2 separate regions of the Pan troglodytes genome follow, and region 2 is linked to region 1. The links are chromatin contacts, called in public Hi-C maps. All regions are on one chromosome and are shown on one strand. Each heading gives the region's core, a stretch centred on a gene start, on an enhancer-like site or on the middle of the called end of the contact. The rest is flanking DNA. Distances are from core to core; before and after follow the strand shown.

What was found. A called contact is a pair of places that touch in the nucleus more often than the background predicts.
Region 2: a Hi-C map of induced pluripotent stem cells shows a contact between it and region 1, with 1.7 times the contacts expected there. The contact joins two enhancer-like sites. A contact is called at or near these places in 2 of 7 Hi-C or Micro-C datasets (induced pluripotent stem cells and stem cell-derived neural progenitor cells).

What each region holds. Positions count from the first base shown.
Region 1 is chr11:16,800,937-16,807,821 of NHGRI_mPanTro3-v2.0_pri, forward strand. All of the region lies in intron 1 of DAB2IP (DAB2 interacting protein), which reads right to left. Among named protein-coding and RNA genes, the nearest start is that of DAB2IP, 71 kb to the right of the region's middle. Within about 2 kb of position 4,870, at least 7 of the 24 cell types and tissues checked have an H3K27ac peak or open chromatin away from gene starts, as enhancers often do. A contact at or near this core is called in induced pluripotent stem cells, where this site is marked.
Region 2 is chr11:16,881,260-16,887,371 of NHGRI_mPanTro3-v2.0_pri, forward strand. No RefSeq gene overlaps it. Among named protein-coding and RNA genes, the nearest start is that of DAB2IP, 8.7 kb to the left of the region's middle. Within about 2 kb of position 2,827, at least 4 of the 24 cell types and tissues checked have an H3K27ac peak or open chromatin away from gene starts, as enhancers often do. A contact at or near this core is called in induced pluripotent stem cells, where this site is marked.

The sequences.
Region 1 (6,885 bases), core at 3,620-6,119:
CTCTCCCTGCCCTGACCCAGAAACGCTGCCAAGCTCCAGGTGGGCCCTGGGCCCCAGTGACGCCCACAGCCCCTCCTTTCTCCCTGGCCCAGGCCTGGGGCTGAGGTTCCAGGTCTCTGGGCTTCTTCCTCCCCCTTCAGTAAGGGCCCAGACAGCTCCCCACCCACTGGGAAACCAGAGGGGGTGGCATATGGTCCCAGTGTGAGGTCAGGGAGCCCCCTCCCTTCTCAAGCAGGCCTGCCTGGTCATCTGTGAACCATTTCATGGCTGGCACTGGCCTGGGTTCCAGGGGAGGGCCTTGCTCAACTCCTGCAGAGCCCACAGAGGAGGACAGCTGAACAGGCCCTGTAGTCAGCTCCTAGGAAGCCCCCATTCAGGTGGGGGATTTGGAGTGATGAGCCTTCCCCTCTTCGCTGTGTGACCCCAGATCACTGCCTCACCTCTCTGTGCCTCCATTTCCTAAGGTATAAAGGGGTATATGAATATTTTGTGAGGTTGTGGAAGAGTCAAATAACATAGTGGATCAAAGCCTTGCGTATAAACTGACAAGCAGCTTCCCCTCCTGGCTCTTTTCTTTTTCTTTTCTCTCTTTCTCTCTCTCTCTTTTTTTATTTTTTATTTTTTTGAGATGGAGTCTCGGCAAGCCCAGGCTGAAGTGCAATGGCTCGATCTCGGCTCACTGCAACCTCCGCCTCCCAGGTTCAAGCAATTCTCCTGCCTCAGCCTCCTGAGTAACTGGGATTACAGGCGTGTGTCACCATGCCTGGCTAATTTTTGTATTTTTAGTAGAGACGGGGTTTCGCCATGTTGGCCAGGCTGGTCTCGAACGCCTGACCTCAGGTGATCCACCTGCCTCAGCCTCCCCAAGTGCTGGGATTACAGGCATGAGCCACTGTGCCCAGCCTTTCTTTCCTTTCTTTTCTTTCTTTCCTTCTCTTTCCTTCCTTCCCTCCTTCTCCTTCCTTCCTTGTTTCCTTCCTCTTCCCCTTCCTCTTCCTCTTCCTCTTCTTCCTCCTCCTCTTCTTCTTCTTTTTTAGACAAGGTCTCGCTCTGTTGCCCAGGCTGAAATGCAGTGGTGGGATTATAGCTCACTGCGACCTCGAATGCCTGGGCTCATGTGACCCTCCTGCCTCAGCCTCCCGAGCAGCTAGGACTACAGGCGTGTGTGCCACCATGCCTGGCTAATTTTTTAACTTTTTGGTAGAGACACGGTCTTGCCATGATGCTCAGACTGGTCTCGAACTCCTGGCCTTAAGTGATTCTCCCACCTTATTGTCCCAAAGCACTGGGAGTATAGGTTTGAGCCACCATGCCTAGCCTTGGCTATTTCTTTTCTCACTAATTTGTGGATTGGTTGAGAGGACAGTCCAGAGCTGATCAGTACAGCTCCCAGCCCAGAGCAGGCTCTTAGCAACAGTGGGAGAGATGATGGCAACATTCGAAAAAAGTGGCTGAGCCTATCTGACCTGGAGTCAGCACTGAGAGAATTTGGAGAAGAGAGAAGTCCTGGAAGACTGCCTGGAGGAGGAGACACTGGCATGGAGCTAGACGGCTGAGTAGGAGTTGACTGTGTAGCGAGCAGAAAAGTATATTCTTGGAGGGAGAGACAGCATGAGAAAAGCCCCAGAGGTGGAAATGAACAAAGCATGTATTGGAGACAGTGGGTAGGATGGTGAGGCTGGAGCAGAGGATACAGTGAGGACTAGGGAGCAGGCTATGTGAGGGGTGAGATCAGGGAGAATAGACAGGGAGATAGATCCAAGTTGGGGTGAGGCCCAGGCAGCTTCTCCAGAGGGGAAGAAGAGAAGTGGTAAGGGCAGAACTCTGGTGGGAGATCTGGGCTTGAGGCTTAGATTTGTCACTGTGTGGCTGTGCAACCTTGAATAAGTCACGGTGCCTCTCTGATCCTCCCTCTGCAAAAAATGAAAGAAGGGGATGGCTCCATATGGCAGGCTTACAGGTGTGGGGCTGGACTGGATGCCATTAACTACATTGGGAGCATTCAGAAACAGATTCCAGGGCCCCACTCCCAGCATCCCTGAATCCAGATTTTGATGGGTAGGGCCAAGGAATCTATATTCTTAAAAGAGCTTTCTAGTGGCTTTCTTGGGGAGCCACTGGCTAAGATAGTTCTGGACTCAGCTTGATAACTTTTCAATCTCTGAATGTGCCAAACATGGTCCCACCTCAGGGCTTTTGCATCTCCGGTTCCTGCTGCCTCATTCCCACAAACCCCAGATCTTCAGATGGGCAGCTCCTTCCTGTCATTCAGGCCTCAGCTCAAATATCACACCCTCAGAGACCTTCCCTGGACCCCTTATCTCAAGTGCCTTTGCCCCGATCTCTCCATGATATCCCATTGCCCTGTTTTATTTTATTCCACATAGCGCTTCCTGAAACTATCTAATCTGCGTATTCAGATGTTCATTAATTTGTTTCCCCAGACTTTAATGAGGACAGGCACCTTGTGAGTCCAGTTCACAGCCATATGCCCAGTGCATAGAATAGCACTCAATAAATGTGTGATGAACGAGGTGCATGAAGGGAGCTGGGCTCAAAGCCCCTGTTCTTTTTTTTTTTTTTTTTTTTTTTTAAATAGAAAAGAAGCTGTGGTTCCAGCACTTTGGAAGGCCAAGAGAGGAAGATCACTTGAGCCCAGGAGTTTGAGACCAGCCCTGGCAACACAGTGAGACCCTGTCTCTACAAAAAAAAAAAAAAAAAAGCCAGGTGTGGTGGCTCACGCCTGTAATTGCAGCACTTTGGGAGGCTGAGGTGGGTGGATCACCTGAGATCAGGAGTTCGAGACCAGCCTGGCCAGCAATGGTGAAATCCCATCTGGAAGCCGACACACGAGAATTGCTTGAGCCCGGGAGGCAGAGGTTGCAGTGAGCTGAGATTGCACGACTGCACTCCAGCCTGGGCGACAGAGTGAGACTCAGTCTCAATAATAATAATAATAATAATTAGCCAGGCATGGTGGTGTGTGCCTGTAGTCCCAGCTACTTGGGAGGATGAGGTGAGAGGATTGCTTGAGCCAGGGAGGTTGAGGCTACAGTGAGCTATGATCGTGTCACTCTACTCCAGTCTGGGCAACAGAGGAAGACCCTGTCAAAAAAAAAGAAAGTGAGAAAGAAAGAAAGAGAGAGAGAGAGAAAGAAAGAAAGAAAGAAGGAAAGAAAGAAAGAAAGAGAGAGAGAGAAAGAAAGAAAGGAAAGAAAGAGAGACAGAAAGAAAGAAAGAGAAAGAAAGGGAAAGAAATGGACAGAAAGAAAGAAAGAGGAAGGAAGAAGGCAGGCAGGCAGGCAGGCAGGCAGGCTGGCTGTGGGACCAGGAACAAGTGACCCACCTCTTGAGGCCTGGTGTGACACATGGATGGCAGGCTGGAAAGTTTATTTTGAGTGGCAGCTGAGGATGGTCAGCAGGCCAGGGTGCAAATCCTGACCGTGAAGGAACTGGCACAGAGTTTGCACTCGGTGAATGAATGGATGGATGAGTAAATGCCTTCACTTTGCTATGTGCCTTTGAACAAGGCTCCTCTGGCTCACAGCCCCAGCCTCCCCTCCTACAAAATGGGGTTGGCCTGGGTGGGTGTTCAAGGCCATTGGGTATTGACACTCAGAGCCTCTGTGTCCAATCTGGAACATAAATGGGAGCCATAGCTGGTGTTAGAGGAGAGGCAAGCACTGCCAGAGCCACGGTTCTCACATTTACTGGCCTTTCCTGAGGATCCCACCTAGCCCATAGCTGGCATCCTAAGGCCAGGTAGGTGGGAATTAAATGGAGCTTCTGCCATCCTCATTCCTCAAATCCCCTTGGGAGTGAGAACAATCCCAGCTCTGCCCCCATCTTGGGAAGAGCATTTTGTCTGGAAATTCTACCAGGAAAACAAGGAAGGGTTGGGCCCCTATAATTTCTGCACCTGCTCAAACAGGAAGTAGCAGAAAGTTTGGGGCCAAGAAAAACAAGTTCAAGGTCATCCTGGAAATCAGCATCCCCCATAGCCAGGGAGTCACCCCATCCCAGGAGGAGCTCTCTTGGCGATTAATGATTAACAGACAGATGGGGTATAAAGAGGGGATGGCCCAGGACCCACCCTTTAGCCTGTCACCAAAGGCTTAAGAGGAAGAAAAATTCACCTAGTCTTGTCTAGCATACCTTTGGTGACAGGGAGCTCACTACCAAACCAGCCCCCCATTGCCCTGAGAAAGTATGAAAGTGAAGCTGCCTTCCCACAACTGGGAACTGCAGAAGGCCTCAAGAGATCTAGTGGTCAGCCCACTCTCAAGTCAGAGGTCCAGAGGCTCAGGACTGGCCCCACCCCACACCATAGGCCTGCCCACAGGTTCCCAGCAGCAGAGGAAGCTGTAACAGGCAAAGTAAGGAAGGGCCAATTGGAGAGTTGGGGCTGGAGTTTAGCCTGCAGCCCAGCCCCTAGTCCCTCCTGACTCTGATGCTGAACTTGGGGAGGGGCTGACCTCTGATTGATCCTCATTTAAAAGCCCAGAGGACATGGTGTGGGGGGAGGTGGGGAGGCCTGAAGTCACCCCAATCCCACTGACAGTCCTAGGGAGGCAGCCTGGGCAACAGATGCCCTCTCCTCTTCCCCTGCAGCCTCTGTCCCGGGAAGCTGTAAGGAAGTTTCACAATGTTCTGGGCCTGCTTTCTCTGATGTCACATTTCTTGTGTCCTCCTGGTGCTCCCTCTCTCATTGTTGCCCCCCTGACACAGGCTCCCATGCACACACAGGCCCATCTTCCCACCCAGGCCCACACCTACCTCTCCGGAACAGTGGGCTCTTTCTAGATCCGCACTGCCCAGCCCAGGCCCACACAGCAGCGGGGAGCCCTCAGCAGGTGCTGATCTGCGCTGCCCCCTGCTGGGCTATGGAGCCCTAGGATAAAGTCCCCCTTGCCCCAGGCATCACCCAGGACTCCCAGGGCTCCTGGGGCGATGCACAGGAAGGACCCCTGAGTGGCATGGCATAGGATTCCAGTCTCCTAAGCAACTTGGGCCAGCCTACCCCATGCCCTCTGGGCCCCTGTTCCCCTGATGCAAGGAAGGGGATGCCCAGAACTTCAGATCTTGGACTTTGAGACATTCCAGTCCCCTGGGATGTGGGTTAAAGTGCAGACACTTGGGCCCACCGGGCAGAGTCTAAGTTAGCCAGTCTGGGGAACAGCCCAGGAGTCTGCATTTTTCATCAGCGGGCAGTGGTCCCACAGGTGATTCCAAAGCAGGTCATCCGTGGGCCGCACTGAGCCTCACTCGCCCACCTGTTGCTCTCTCTCAGGCTTTGAGACCACAGCCCCCAATAAAGACCTGAATCTGCTTTGTCCAAACTGCAGCCTGTTCCTTTCTTTCAGCACCCCATGTGCTGCAGGCAGGGAGGGGTTATAAACCTCATGGTACAGATGGGCAAACTGAGGCCCAAAATGGAGAACACCCAGTTTGAACAGTCCCTGATCCACAGTGAGGCCCCCAGCTTCCACCTCCCTCCGCAGGCTCCCCATGTGGTCTGGATTCTGGGGCCCAGCAGGTCATCTAGGGCTAGGCAGCAGCCGTGACTGGCATTCTTTGTTCTGGTCCCTATGCCCTCTGACCTCAGCAGGTCCTGGGCTGATTAAAATATCCCCTTACAGCTCTGATAGGCATGGTATCCCCTTACAGGGCAGAGAGGGACACGGTCCCATCTAAGGCAATACAGCCAGCTTGCCGCTGTGCTCTGACCACCCTCGGGAGCTGCACACTGCTAGCACAGGGAGATTAGAGGACTTTGGCCTAGAGGGTTTGCAGAGACCTGCTAGAAGAAAGCAAAGCTCAGAGAGGGCAGAGTTGCCCAAGGCCACTCAGTGCATACTTAATCCCAATTTAGTGCTTCCCCTTTGTCAGGCAGTGTCAATTCAGCAAGTCCTTCTAATGACCAAAAGCAGTGAATCCTGTTACTCTCCCATTTTACAGGCACAAGAGTTGATTAGTGGCAGAGACAGGATTCAATCCCACACAGCCTTGACTCTAGTCCTAGCCTAGGATAGTGGTCAGTGGATATGGCCCCAGCCCTACTCCTATCTTCCCTCTTACCACACCCTACTCCTATCCCTTCCCCAACCACCCTGGCCCCCAGCCCTTCACTGCTTCTTTCCTTTGTGTCTTTGCTCCCATGATTCCCACCTCCTAGGATACAGGACATGGGGCTGGCTTTGTAGACTTGGAGCCTGCTCTGTGAAATGGGCTCTTCTGAGCTCCAAATTCCAGCTTGAGGCTGTCCACCTCATCACCTTCATTGACATCTCCCAGAACCAGGGCATCGCCATCTCTACCTTTGGGGACCTCCATCCCCCCGAACTGTCCCCCCAAATCCTCCGCTGCCTCCTCAGTGTGGTTCTCCATAAAACAGCCAGAGTGAAATCTGAAACACAGCCCCTGCCCTAGCTGCGCTGGCCCTGCTGGCCTTTGGCCACTCTTTCTGGCTCACCTTCCCTGCCACAGCTCTCTTGAGCCACCTGGCTGACTCGCATTCACTCTTCCTTTCCAGAAAAACCACCACTCCCCTCTCTCAATTCACCGCCTCCTCCACAGCCCTCCTGCAACACTCTCTCTGAGCTCCCTGCGCCTTTCCTCCAGGGAGCCCACTGCTTTGTGCAGTGCCATACAGGCATCTCTCGGTATCCCAGGGGTATTGGATCCAGGATACCAAAATCCAATCAGATACCAAAATCCAAGCACGCTCAAGTCCCTGACATTAAAATATAGCATATGCATACCCTCCTGTATACTTTAAATCATCTCTAGAATACTTATAGCTAATACAATGTAAATGCTATGGAGATAGTTGTATTGTTTAGGTAATGATGACAAGAAAAAGTCTGTACATGTTCAGTACAGATG
Region 2 (6,112 bases), core at 1,577-4,076, 78 kb after region 1:
CACCATGTTGGCCAGGCTGGTCTCAAACTCCTGGCCTCAAGGGATCTGCCTGCCTCAGCCTCCCAGAGTGCTGGGATTACAGATGTAAGCCAATGAGTAAGCCACTGATTTTCTAGCTACATCCTGCTATTGAAGGCCAAATGGAACCCATAGAGGGCTCAGAATGTCTTACTCTTCCTGAGATTCGGAGCCAGGGTGGAGACTGACCTAAGGCGGGGGCACTTTCCTCAACCCAGCACCACTTCTGCAGGACACGGACCCTAGCCATTTAGCCAGACCCACGTGGGCTGGAATCCGGCGTCGGCTCTGGCTCCGGTGCCTCCCGACTGGGTTTCTCACCCCGAGGACAGGTAGCAGAGCTTAGTGATTTGGAGCTCAGGATCTGACATCAACCTGCCTGGGTCCAAATCCCAGCTCCCCATTTTCCAGCTGGATGACCCTGGGCAAGTGATTTCACTCTTTAGTGCCTCTGTTTCCTCATCTGTAATCGAGGATAAAAATAGGCCATGCCTGGAGGGCCATTAGGAGAACTAATGAGTTAATTCAGGTAGAACTTAAAATAGAACTTGGGGCCAGGAGAGGTGGCTTATGCCTATAATCCCAGCACTTTGGGAGGCCGAGGTGGCGGATCACCTGAGGTCGGGAGTTCGAGACCAGCCTGACCAACGTGGAGAAATCCTGTCTCTACTAAAAATACAAAATTAGCGGGACATGGTGGCGGGTGCCTGTAATCCCAGCTACTCAGGAGACTGAGGCAGGAGAATCACTTGAATCCGGGAGGTGGAGGTTGCGGTGAGCTGAGATCGCACCATTGCACTCCAGCCTGGCCAACGAGCAAAACTACATCGCAAAAAAAAAAAAAAAAAAAATGGAACTTGGACCAGAGGAGGTGCTCAGTGAATCTAAAATCCATAGCCCATAGCACAGCCTGCCAGGCCCTGCAAAATCTGCCCACCACCTCATCTCCCCCTCCTCCCATCTCTTTCCCCTCTCTCCTTGTCTCCCTCCCTCTCTCCTCCTTTCCCTTCTCTCCTTTTCCTTTCTCCCTCTCCCTCTCCCCCTTCCCCCAACCACACGGGCCTCCCAGTTTTTCTTTGCACTGCCAGGTGCATCTCACCTCAGGGCTTCCCTATTTCTTCTTTTTTTCTTTTTCTTTTTTTTTTTTTTTTGAGATAGAGTGTTGCTCTGTCATCCAGGCTGGAGTGCAGTGGCCCGACTTCAGCTCACTGCAACGTCTGCCTCCCAAGTTCAAGTGATTCTCCTGCCTCAGCTTCCTGAGTAGCTGGGATTACAGGTGTGTGCCGCCATGGCTGGCTAATTTTTGTATTTTTAGTAGAGACGGGTTTCACCATTTTAGCCAGGCTGGTCTGGAACTCCTGACCTCAGATGATCTGCTCAACTCCACCTCCCAAAATGCTGGGATTACAGGTCCCTCTATTTCTTCTGCTTGGGGTGAGAGCCCCCTCCCCCATGTTCAGGTCCTGGCCATATGCTGCCTCCTTTAGAGGCTCCCCTGATCACCCTCTCTAAGATATCATGACCCCTGCATCCCTGCCCCTCCCATTGCTTTGTCCGCCCCTGTCCCAGCTTTAGTTTTCTTCCTGGCCCTTCAGATCCCACCTGACATTATTTATATATTTATTTGTGTATCATTCTCCAGCCCCTGCTTTCATGGAAGCTCCAGGCTGTATCCCCAGCACCTAGAACTGTGCCCAGCACAGTGGGCCCCCAATAAACATGTATTGAATAAAATATTTGGCCGGGTGTGGTGGCTCATGCCTGTAACCCTAACATGTTGGGAGGCTGAGGCAGGTGGATCTCTTGAGCCCAGGAGTTCAAGACCAGCCTGGGCAATATGGCAAAACCCCATCTCTACAAAAAATACAAAAATGTGCCGGGCTTGGTGGTACACGCCTGTAGTTCCAGCTACTCAGGAAGCTGAGGTGGGAGGATCACTTGAGCCTGGGGTGTTGAGGCTGCAGTGAGCCATGACTGCACCATTGCACTTCCGCCTGGGTGACAGAGCAAGACCCTGGCTCAAAAGAAAAAAAAAAAAGTATCTGTGGAATGACTAAGCGTTGGCTGAGTTGTTATTTTTTTTTCCCCAGTCCCTCTCGCCTTGTATGCACTCCATCCAGGAGCCCTTATTGAGGTACTGGGTTCCTTCTCTGTCACCCAGGCTGGAGTGCAGTGGCACAGTCGCGGCTCACTGCAAACTTCACCTCCCAGGTTCAAGCGATTCTCCTGCCTCGGCCTCCCAAGTAACTGGGATTACAGGTGCAGGCCACCATACCCAGCTAATTTTTGTGTTTTCAGTAGAGACAAGGTTTCACCATGTTGGCCAAGCTGGTCTCAAACTCCTGACCTCAAGTGATCCACCCACCTCGGCCTCCCAAGTGCTGGGATTACAGGCGTGAGCCACCGCGCCTGGCTCTCCCTGCATCTTAATGCTTTTCTGGTTGGACTGGGTCCTCCCCACTTCTCATTCAGGGCTGGTACCCGGGGGCCAGAATGGGAGGAGGGAGACCAGAGGGTCTTGTACTCAGAGAGGCCTGGTACTCTCCATGCACCTCATATATCAACCTTCTAAAAAGGTTTTCTGAGCCCCATTTCACAGATAGGAAAACTGAGAGGCGTTCAAGGGGCTGAGAAGCAGCAGAGCTGGGGTTTGAATCCAAGTCCGCCTGACAGGAAGTCATTATTCGCCCCAAGTAAACACCCAGTGCCTCTTAGCCAAGGAGGGCAGAAGTATGTCTGGGTGGGGGTGGCAGGGAGGTGTGGAGGTGGGAAGGGGCCTTCAAAGAGGGAATGTCTGAGCCAGGCTTTGGTCTGCTCCCTGGTGGTCTCACCTTACATCCCGGGCCCCTCCCACAACCGCCCTTCTCCAGCCCCCGCATTTAGGGAGGCGGTGGTCTCTGCTTTATTATTATTTTTGCAAACTTTTATTTTAGGTTTAGGTGTACATATGCAGATTTGTTATATGGGTAAACTCATGTCACAGGGGTTTGTTGTACAGAGGCTTTCTTGACTCATCTAAAGGCCTTGAACCAAGGGTTGGCACCGCCTTAGGAATTCTGAGCCAGCCCCAGGGGACGAGGGTGCATTGCCGGCGGCCCTGTCATCGGCTCCCCAGGGCAAGCAGGGGCCACAGACAGCCAGCTGCCCCATGTGTGTGCTTGCCTAGGGTCCTCGTGAGTTCCCACGTCCTCTCAGGGAATCCCGACTGTCCCAAGGAAACCCAGGCTCAGAGGAGGAAGTGGCTAATCAGCCTCACAGAGGGAGGATGTGACAGGCACCACGCTTTGGGGCTGGGTTAGAAATTTGAGTCCTCCGCTGTGGTGCGGCTGGGGAAGTTAAATAACTTGGCACTCCCTCCCCCAACACACAGCTGATTCCAGGGCCCAGACTCTCAACCACAATGCCCTGTGGCCTCCTCCTAGTGCCGCACAAATGTGAGGTGGAATTATTAAACAACCTCAAACCTTTCCAGGAAAGAAGGCAAGCTATAAATAAATGCCTGGAGTTGGGGGATTTCCAGGGCTGAGTGGACGGAGATGATGGTCTAGGGTCCTCAAAGTTCCTGGAAATCATCAATCAGTTTCATGATGAACTGTGGGGCTGGACTTGAGATGTGTTGGCTGCTGGGTCCCACGGCTCTGCCTCGTGTTCCAGGAAGCTGTTCCCTGGATTCCCGTAGCAGGCACACAATTGTAGGAGGTCAAGGCAGGGATGAGACACAGGCTTGTGTGGATGGAGTGGGATCTTCAGCAGCTGGCAGGAATAGGGCCCTCTGTCCCCTTTCCCAGCCCCCAGAGCTTGGCCTTGGTGAGGCACAAGGGCCTGGCCATCATCCAAGAGAACCCCAGGCTTCCTGAGCTCTGTGTTGGAAGCAGCTGGAGATCTCATCCAGTAAACCCTCCAACAGGGCAGCAATCTCCTGACATCCTTGATCTAAACTCCGCTTGCTTACCTCCTCAAATGGGGAACTCCCTACCTCCAGGCAATCCTGGTCCTAGCTTTTCTTTTTCTTTTCTTTTTCCTTTTTTTTTTTGAGACAGAGTCTTGCTCTGTTGCCCAGGCTGGAGTGCAGTGGCACAACCTCGGCTCACTTCAACCTCCACCTCCTGGGTTCAAGCGATTCTCCTGCCTCAGCCTCCTGAGTAGCTGGGACTATAGGCATACACCACCACGCCTGGCTCATTTTTGTATTTTTAGTAGAGACGGGGTTTCACCATGTTGGCCAGGCTGGTCTTGAACTCCTGACATCAAGTGATCCACCTGCCTCAGCTTCCCAAAGTGCTGGGATTACAGGCGTGAGCCACCACACCCCGCCCTAGCTTTTCTTTTTTGTTTCCATTTGTACAAATGTATGAGGTACATGTGCAATTTTGTTACATGCATAGATTGTGTAGTGGTCAAGTCAGGGATACTTATGGGGTATCCATCAGGCGAACAACATCCATTTTACTCAGTAACTAATCTCTCATCCTAGTTTTATTCTCTGTGGTCACAGGGAGTGATTCTGCCCCAGGGAAGCCCCTGAGGTCATCAGAACTCCCCACATGAGCTCAGCTCTCTGCATTCCACCTGACCCTCCTCCCCAGCCACCCTTCCCCATGCTTCTTGGCTAGTTTTCAGGTTTTGTGGCCAGTCAGGATAAACCTCAAGAAGCTTGGAAGCATTTCACCAACCCGGCAATGACAGCAGTTTATGCAATTCAGCAAACTTTCACCAGAGACTATGCCAAGTGCTGGAGACACAGAGATGAATCAGTCAGTCACTGCCCGTGAGGCTCTCCACTCAGACGGGGATTGGGAGGGTGGGGAGGGACACCCGAGGCATCAGCCAGGAGGGGGCTGGATCAGCAAAGTGAGCCCACCTGGTGGAGGGGATGGTTTGAAAGGATCCTTTAGGGTAGCTAATTTCCCAGTGACAGAGAGGGCATTTAGGATAGGTGGACACAAGAGAAAAAAGCCAGACAGGCCACAGAGCTACTGTTTGGCCCCAAGCAATATATTATATGTCGGGGTTGGCAAACTTATTCTGTAAAGGGCCAGGTGGTATTTTAGGTGCTCCAGGCCATGTAGTCACGGATGCGACTGCTCAACTCGCCACTGTAGCTTAAAAGCAGCCATAGACAATATGTCAATGAATGAGCATGGCTGTGTACCAATAAAACTTTATTTGTTGACACTGAAATTTGAATTTCCTGTCATTTTCTTGTGTCATAAAACAGTACAGTATTATTTTGATTTTTCCCCCCAACCATTTAAAAATGTGAAAACAGGCCCTGTGTGTATGTTCATGCCTGTAACCCCAGAGCTTTGGGAAGCTGAGGCAGGTAGATTGCTTGAGGCCAGGAGTTCAAGACCAGCCTAGATACAAAAATTAGCCGGGTTTGGTGATGTGTGCCTGTAGTCCCAGCTACTTGGAAGGCTGAGGCAGGAGAATCTCTTGAACCTGGGAGGCGGAGATTGCAGTGAGCCGAGATCACACCATTGCACTCTAGCCTGGGTTACAGAGTGAGACTCCATCTCCAAATAATAATAATAATACCAGCCTAGGCAAATAGTGAGACCCCATCTGTACAAAAAATAAAAAAGTTAGCCTCAGGTGTGCTGTGTGCAGGAGGATCCCTTGAGCCCAGGAGTTTGAGGTTACAGTGAGCTATGATTGTGCCACTGTCTTCTAAGGCCTGGGTGACTCTGTCTCTTAAAAAAAAAAAAAAAAAAAGCCAACCTGGGCCACATAATGAGACCCTGTCTCAACAAACAAAAAATTTGTCGGGCAGGTGTGGTGGCATGTACCTGTAGTCCCAGCTACTTAGGAGACTGCTGAGATGGGGGGATTGCTTGAGTCCGGGAGGTCAAGACTGCAGTGAGCCATGATTATACCACTGAACTCCTGCCTGGGCAACAGAGTGAGCCACTCTATCAAGAAAAGGAAAAAAAAAAAAAAAAAAAAAACGGCCAGGTGCTATTCTGAGCACTTTAGGAGGTTGAGGCGGGCAGATCCATTGAGCTCAAGAGGTTGAGACAAGCCTGGGCAACATAGCAAGACCCCTTCTCTACCAAAAATACAAAAATTAGTCAAGCAAAGTGGTGTACACCTT